Regions from separate parts of the Mus musculus genome. Here region 1 is linked to region 2. Evidence: chromatin contacts called from public HiChIP or PLAC-seq data. All regions are on one chromosome and are shown on one strand. The core of a region is the stretch at or near the end of the contact, and the rest is flanking DNA. Distances in the headings are between cores, read along the strand shown. Region 1 has its middle 110 kb from the start of Atp6ap1l. Region 2 has its middle 11 kb from the start of Gm35111.

Evidence for each region. HiChIP or PLAC-seq counts read pairs in DNA pulled down with a chosen protein or histone mark.
Region 1: an H3K27ac HiChIP or PLAC-seq map of the NIH/3T3 cell line shows a contact between it and region 2, with 3 times the contacts expected there. The contact joins two enhancer-like sites. A contact is called at or near these places in 2 of 484 Hi-C or Micro-C datasets (adipose-derived mesenchymal stem cells and embryonic fibroblasts) and 2 of 115 datasets of contacts at active chromatin or transcription factors (the NIH/3T3 cell line and embryonic fibroblasts).

The regions. Positions count from the first base shown.
Region 1 is chr13:90,795,599-90,798,479 of GRCm38.p6, reverse strand. No RefSeq gene overlaps it. Among named protein-coding and RNA genes, the nearest start is that of Atp6ap1l, 110 kb to the left of the region's middle. Within about 2 kb of position 1,474, at least 54 of the 459 cell types and tissues checked have an H3K27ac peak or open chromatin away from gene starts, as enhancers often do. A contact at or near this core is called in the NIH/3T3 cell line, where this site is marked.
Region 2 is chr13:90,558,933-90,561,786 of GRCm38.p6, reverse strand. No RefSeq gene overlaps it. Among named protein-coding and RNA genes, the nearest start is that of Gm35111, 11 kb to the right of the region's middle. Within about 2 kb of position 1,581, at least 13 of the 459 cell types and tissues checked have an H3K27ac peak or open chromatin away from gene starts, as enhancers often do. A contact at or near this core is called in the NIH/3T3 cell line, where this site is marked.

The sequences.
Region 1 (2,881 bases), core at 225-2,724, 240 kb before region 2:
ATGGTATTTCACAAGGCTGGAAATATATAGCTAGGGCAATATAATTTATTCTGGGAATTGCATATTAAATTGCACTCCAGATACCAGGTTATATTTGGTGGTTGACTAGAAAATAGTATGCTATTTATCTATTTAAGGCTAAAAATCTCCAAGATTGCTTTTTAAGCCTATAATCGTCCGTGAAAATAAACAGATATTTCTTCCTTGATTGAATGGCCTTTCTCTTCGGCTCATTTTGGAAAGCTCTTACAGAATTTATCTGCAGCTGACCATGTCTGTCTTTCAGATTTTTCCCCCCCTCTTGGTTACTGGAACCTCTTGTGACCTTGTTCTCTTGAAACATCATGCATTAGATAGACATCACCTCATTTTAGCTTCATCGGAGCTCTCTGTGTTGGATCTCTTTCGAAGGCCAGTCTCTCCAGGGAACTACATTTGTCTGAGTGTGTGGTCATCTTTGGGTTAGGCCTTCTCTCTCCTGAGCTCCCTCTAAGTACCTTCTTGCCTCCCTCAGCCTTCTTGTTGTCTGCCAAGCTATGAACCATTCCTTCTTTTGGGAAGTTCCCGTTGCCCCAGTTCTCAATAAATTGAAGGCCTTTCACCTCTGATCTTCTCCAGCTGGGATCTTTCTGCCGTGCTAGTGGTGTTTTATTGACTGCGCATGCCCGTAGGGCATTTACTCACTATCGCCGCCATTTATCTCTCATGATATTTTGGGCTTTTTTGAGCTGTTTTTTTCCTTGCCTCTTCTTCTGACATGTGTATCACCGTGCTGCTGCATGGGCCGGATGTGAGGATCTAACCTAGGAACCTTCCTTTGGTAAATGGCACTTCTCACTTCAGGGCAGTGTGCACAGGCTGTCCACGCTGTGGAGACTGAAGCAGAAGAGGGCTTGAGAAGCTAGGCTGTCCTGGGGGAAGCTGTGGGGAAAGCTATGTCAGTCAAAGCTCTCCCCTTTGTGTTCTCCCACACAAGGAGACTTAAACTCTGTACTGACAGGAATGACTGACTCACTGGGTCACAGGAATGTCAGGCAGATGATACATCAGCCTGGAATCCCCGGTCACTATTTTCACCATTTAAAATATTCTGTGCCGTCACTGCTTTGTGTGTGTGTGTGTGTGGAAAATTTTCTTTCTGGAACTTTTATGACTAAGTCATCACTTTCTTTGCCTGAAAACTTTGTCTGGGACAGCAGCTGACTATGTTTTTCCTTTTGCTTCCATTACCTTTCTTCCTCCGAATACTGGAGGAAAATTTTAGCTCCATTGTCTGACCTGTGGATTTTGGACTTAGACTGAAGAAGGCTCTTTCCACTGGGGATGGAGAGTGAGGTCAGAGGAGTTGGGGGTTCTGAAGTTAGGAAACAATGTCTGCTTCTATCTTGAGGCCGTGGATTAGGAGAGGTGACATGATCCTAGGATTACATGCCTGGCTAGTGGAATATAGTTCTGCCTGGCATTAGTCATAGTGAGACAAGAGTAAGTTCCCTTTAGGCAGTAAGGGCGGGGTCCATTGAATCATAAGTGGTGAAGCATAATGACCACTCCCTTGCTGGGACAAATGACATGTAGTCACTTCTACAGTGAGGCCGAGGTATATGGACCCATTTCTGATTGACCTGCGATGACCCTAGCTTTGACCCTAGATGAGACCAGTCTTAATAAACATCACCTTAGACCAATCATAAGACCTATAAAAGGCCACCGTGCAGGGCGGTGTATCAGTGTTCCTCCCCTGGAACTCCACTCAGAAGTGGAATTGTCAGGAGCTCTTTTTCACTTTTTCTTAATAAATCAACATTCGTTCTGTTTGGTCTTTGCCCATGTGTCCTTATTCTTCCTAGATGTGAGATAACACATTTGAAAACTATAGGGTGGCTCTGGTCATCATTGCTTGTCCTGCACCACGAGCTCCCCTCCGAATTAAGCTCCCCAAGACCAAGGAAGTTTTCTTTGCTCTGGAGAAAAACCAAAACCAAAACCAAAACCAAAACCAAAACCAAAACCAAAACCAAAACCAAAACCAAAACCAAAACCAAAACCAAAACCAAAACCAAAACCAAAACCAAAACCAAAACCAACACCAACACCAAAACTAAAATAAAAAGCCAGAAGGAAACCATAGCCTTCTCATCCTCCATGGTGTCTCTGCCACACACCAAAGGCCAAGCTCTGATTTTGTTCTCCTATCTTTATATATATATAAATAATTATTTTATCATATATATGATATATATAATTTCAGCTCTATACGTATGAGTCACTTTTCCTGTTTAATCAAAGCATCAAGTTCCTATTTTATTATATATACTTTATATTACTATAGCTTAAAATGATCACATTCCTATTTTCACACTAGAGCTAAGCCATTTGAAGGCATCTAACTTTAAAATTAGATTCCCTGATATGCCTTTAGTGCCCTTTGCACAGGAGTGGGTGGGGAAGCCATAGACTTGAGACTCAGCCAGAGGTAAAATCAAAGTTCACTCTAAAGCAGAATAAACTCACAGTAAATTGTCAAGCGATAATGTCCAAAGAATGAAGTGGTCGGGTATAAAGGAATAGTAACTGGAGCAACATGAGAACATGTATAAACTAAAACAAAATACGAATATGTTTGGGAGATGGAAGTGAAGTTCTGGGACATAGATAAGAACAAATGACATGATTTTGATGGGAGGACATGGATTCTGAGTATAATGGATGCACACAGCAATGTATCTTATTTTTATAGTAGAGTTTTGTTTCTCTCTATAAAATATTTCTGTCAAAATGAGTTTGAACTAGATTAAAAATCATTCCATAGAAATCTACAGAAATACATTGAAAGGAGAAAAGATTGTCCTTGGTTGTATTTCATAACAAACTTACACCAATC
Region 2 (2,854 bases), core at 332-2,831:
CATTGTTTCCCAGACACAAGGGGTCTGAGGCACAGACAGTGAAAGCAAGCAAGGGCCTGCACGTGCCATGCCAGATAGAGTCCAAGTGCTGAGAGGAAGGGGCAAGTGGACACTGGCTCCCACCTCTAACCAAGAAACTGTCTCTAAATGACATCTGCCTGTAAAGGAAAGATTAGTCCTCTCCAATTGAATATTACTGGACACATTAACCACATCCACCATACTTAAGGGCAGGCACAGTGCACGACAGTATATGGATGGCACCAAACAAACTCAATGGTATTTTTTTTTTGTAGACTTTTGTCTAATATTTCTTTGTTTGAGCATTTTTTTTTGTTTTCTTTCTGGCTATTTGCTTGTATCTTATGGTTACTGATTTTATATTTTTATGTGTGTGTGTTTATTCACAAGAAATTTCCATCATTGAAGTGCAGTTAAAAAATGAAAAAAATGACCTTTTTTTTTTTTTTAAGGAGTTGAAAGAAAATGCAATAGTGGATGCAAAGAGATGAAGTAATGGTGACATTCAGAAATTCTATGTAGGGGCTATTTTTCACTTTTTAAAAATGTTTTTTCACCATTCCATGTGTAACATGGAAGCTGAATGGAAATGATGGTTTAATGATCACTTATTTATATTTGTCCCTTCTTCTTTTGTAATGATGTGGCTGTTCGTGTTTAATCCTCATAGAATGTTCCTAAAAGCCCTAAGTAGTGAAATGTACTCTTGTGAGGAAAATTTGTATAACACTTCCAGTTATGACCTTGCAAATCCTCTACACAAGGCACAGTGGGAAAGATTGTTGAACACTATCTTAGCCTGTTTATGTCAGGTCTGATGTATAGGGCAGTGTTACGCCTTATGAATATATGACAGAAAGCTGAGTAAGAATCAGACATATCTATTTTGCTTAAAAATATATGTAGTTCAGAAATAAAATGGCTACTCATTTTCTCCATGAGACAACAATCCATGTGGCATTTTTGTTTATGTCTGAGTTTGCAATAGCTTTCTATTATACAGGAAATTTCTAAAACTTCTAAAATATAGGAGACACATTGTTTGGCAGAACCTGAATGAGATACCACTAAAGACAGAACCTTATTATTTTCCATTGTTTTATGTCTCAGAAGTTTTTCTCAGCTCTTTTTATTTCCACATATGGCACAAAGATATCTCCAATAGTTGTAGAGATTTTAGTATGCCAAAGGGAGGTAATGAAGCCATTGGATGGAAAAAGATGTCAAGAAGCACAGATATGTTATCCCAATGTGCAGCTCACTATGTTTCCTGTTCTAGATGAGAAGAGGACTATCCTTTTCACAAATAAAGTTTTCTTGGAACACAGCCGATACACATTTACTTTTGTATTGTCTGTGACTATTTTTGCTCCTTAAGGATAAAGTTCAGCTATTATAAAAGGGAGTGTATGGCTCACAGCCATGTTCAGTATCTTTTCCTTTAAGAGTTGGCTTCTTTTAGACAAAAGACAAAGAAAGATAAGGACAAATTTATACATAGCCACAGGCTATTTTGTGACTCATTATGTTTCCACAGCAAAATTGTTGCTATGTGAAAATGGTTTATTTGTACTTAAATTCTTCAGAAGGCCCCTAGTGGCTGTGAAAGGCTTAGAGAGAATTTGAACACCCTCTTCAGATTGGTTTGGAAAACCTCAATTTTCTTTTCTCTTTCCATCCCTCATTAGTTTTGGGACAAAAACAGGAGGAATAGAGAGAAAGAGAGAATTAAGAGCTTTCCCTTAGCCTCAAATTAAGAAGGAAATGAGGGAGCAGTATGTAGTTCAACCACAATTACATTTATTTGGGGGCCTCCTTTATCATGGTCAGAAATGCTGCCACTGATTTTATGTAAGAATCAATTTTATTTCTAAATTAGAAAATGCTAAAAGAACATTATGCTTCTCTTTTTAAAAATATACTTAATAGAATTTCTGTAAGGTTAGTTATGAAACGATTTCTCTCTTTTTCAGAGAGCGAGGGGGGATTATTAATTGAATTTGAGACAAAGCCCAGGTAGGCATTGTCTGGGTTTTTCTGGAAGAAGCTGTCAATGTACAAGTTCTGTAGGAATGAGTCATGTTTTGGAAACTGGCTCAACTTTCTGAATCACTTGGAGTTTAGATATAGCCATCCAGATTTCTGATTCAGCAGAAAAAGCAGATGTTCCTTTATTCATAGTTTAAAGATATGTAACAAAAGGATTAATGAAGACTCAAACTCATAGCATGAAATTAAATAAAAACATTTGGTTGGTGTTTTGCATTGGTTTATCTGAGGAAGATGCCTTGCAAACATTTTATGTTGCTTACTATGTTTTGATCCAAGTGTGCAGCACATCATATAAATAGGAGAACATAGGAACACTTCTCCATTGCTGGTGGGATTGCAAACTCATACAACCACTCTGCAGTTCTACCTGAAGACCCAGCTACATCACTTCTGAGAAAATATCCAAAAGATGTTCCACCATACCACAAGGGCATGTGCTTCCACTATGTTCATAGCAGTCTTACTTGTAATAGCCAGAAGCTGGAAACAACCCAGATGTCCCTCAAATGAAGAATAGATACAGAAAATATAGTTCATGTACACAATGAAACACTATTCAGTTATTAAAATAAGGATATTAGGAATTTTGCAGACAAACAGATGGAACTAGAAAATATCATTCTGAGTGTGTCAACCCGGACCCAAAATGTCATGCCTGGTATGTACTCACTGATAAGTAGATACTAACCAAAATGATCAGAATACCCAGGAAACAACTCATAGACCGTAGGAAGCTTAACAAGAAGGAAGGCCCAAGTGTGGCTATCTCAGACTCACTTAG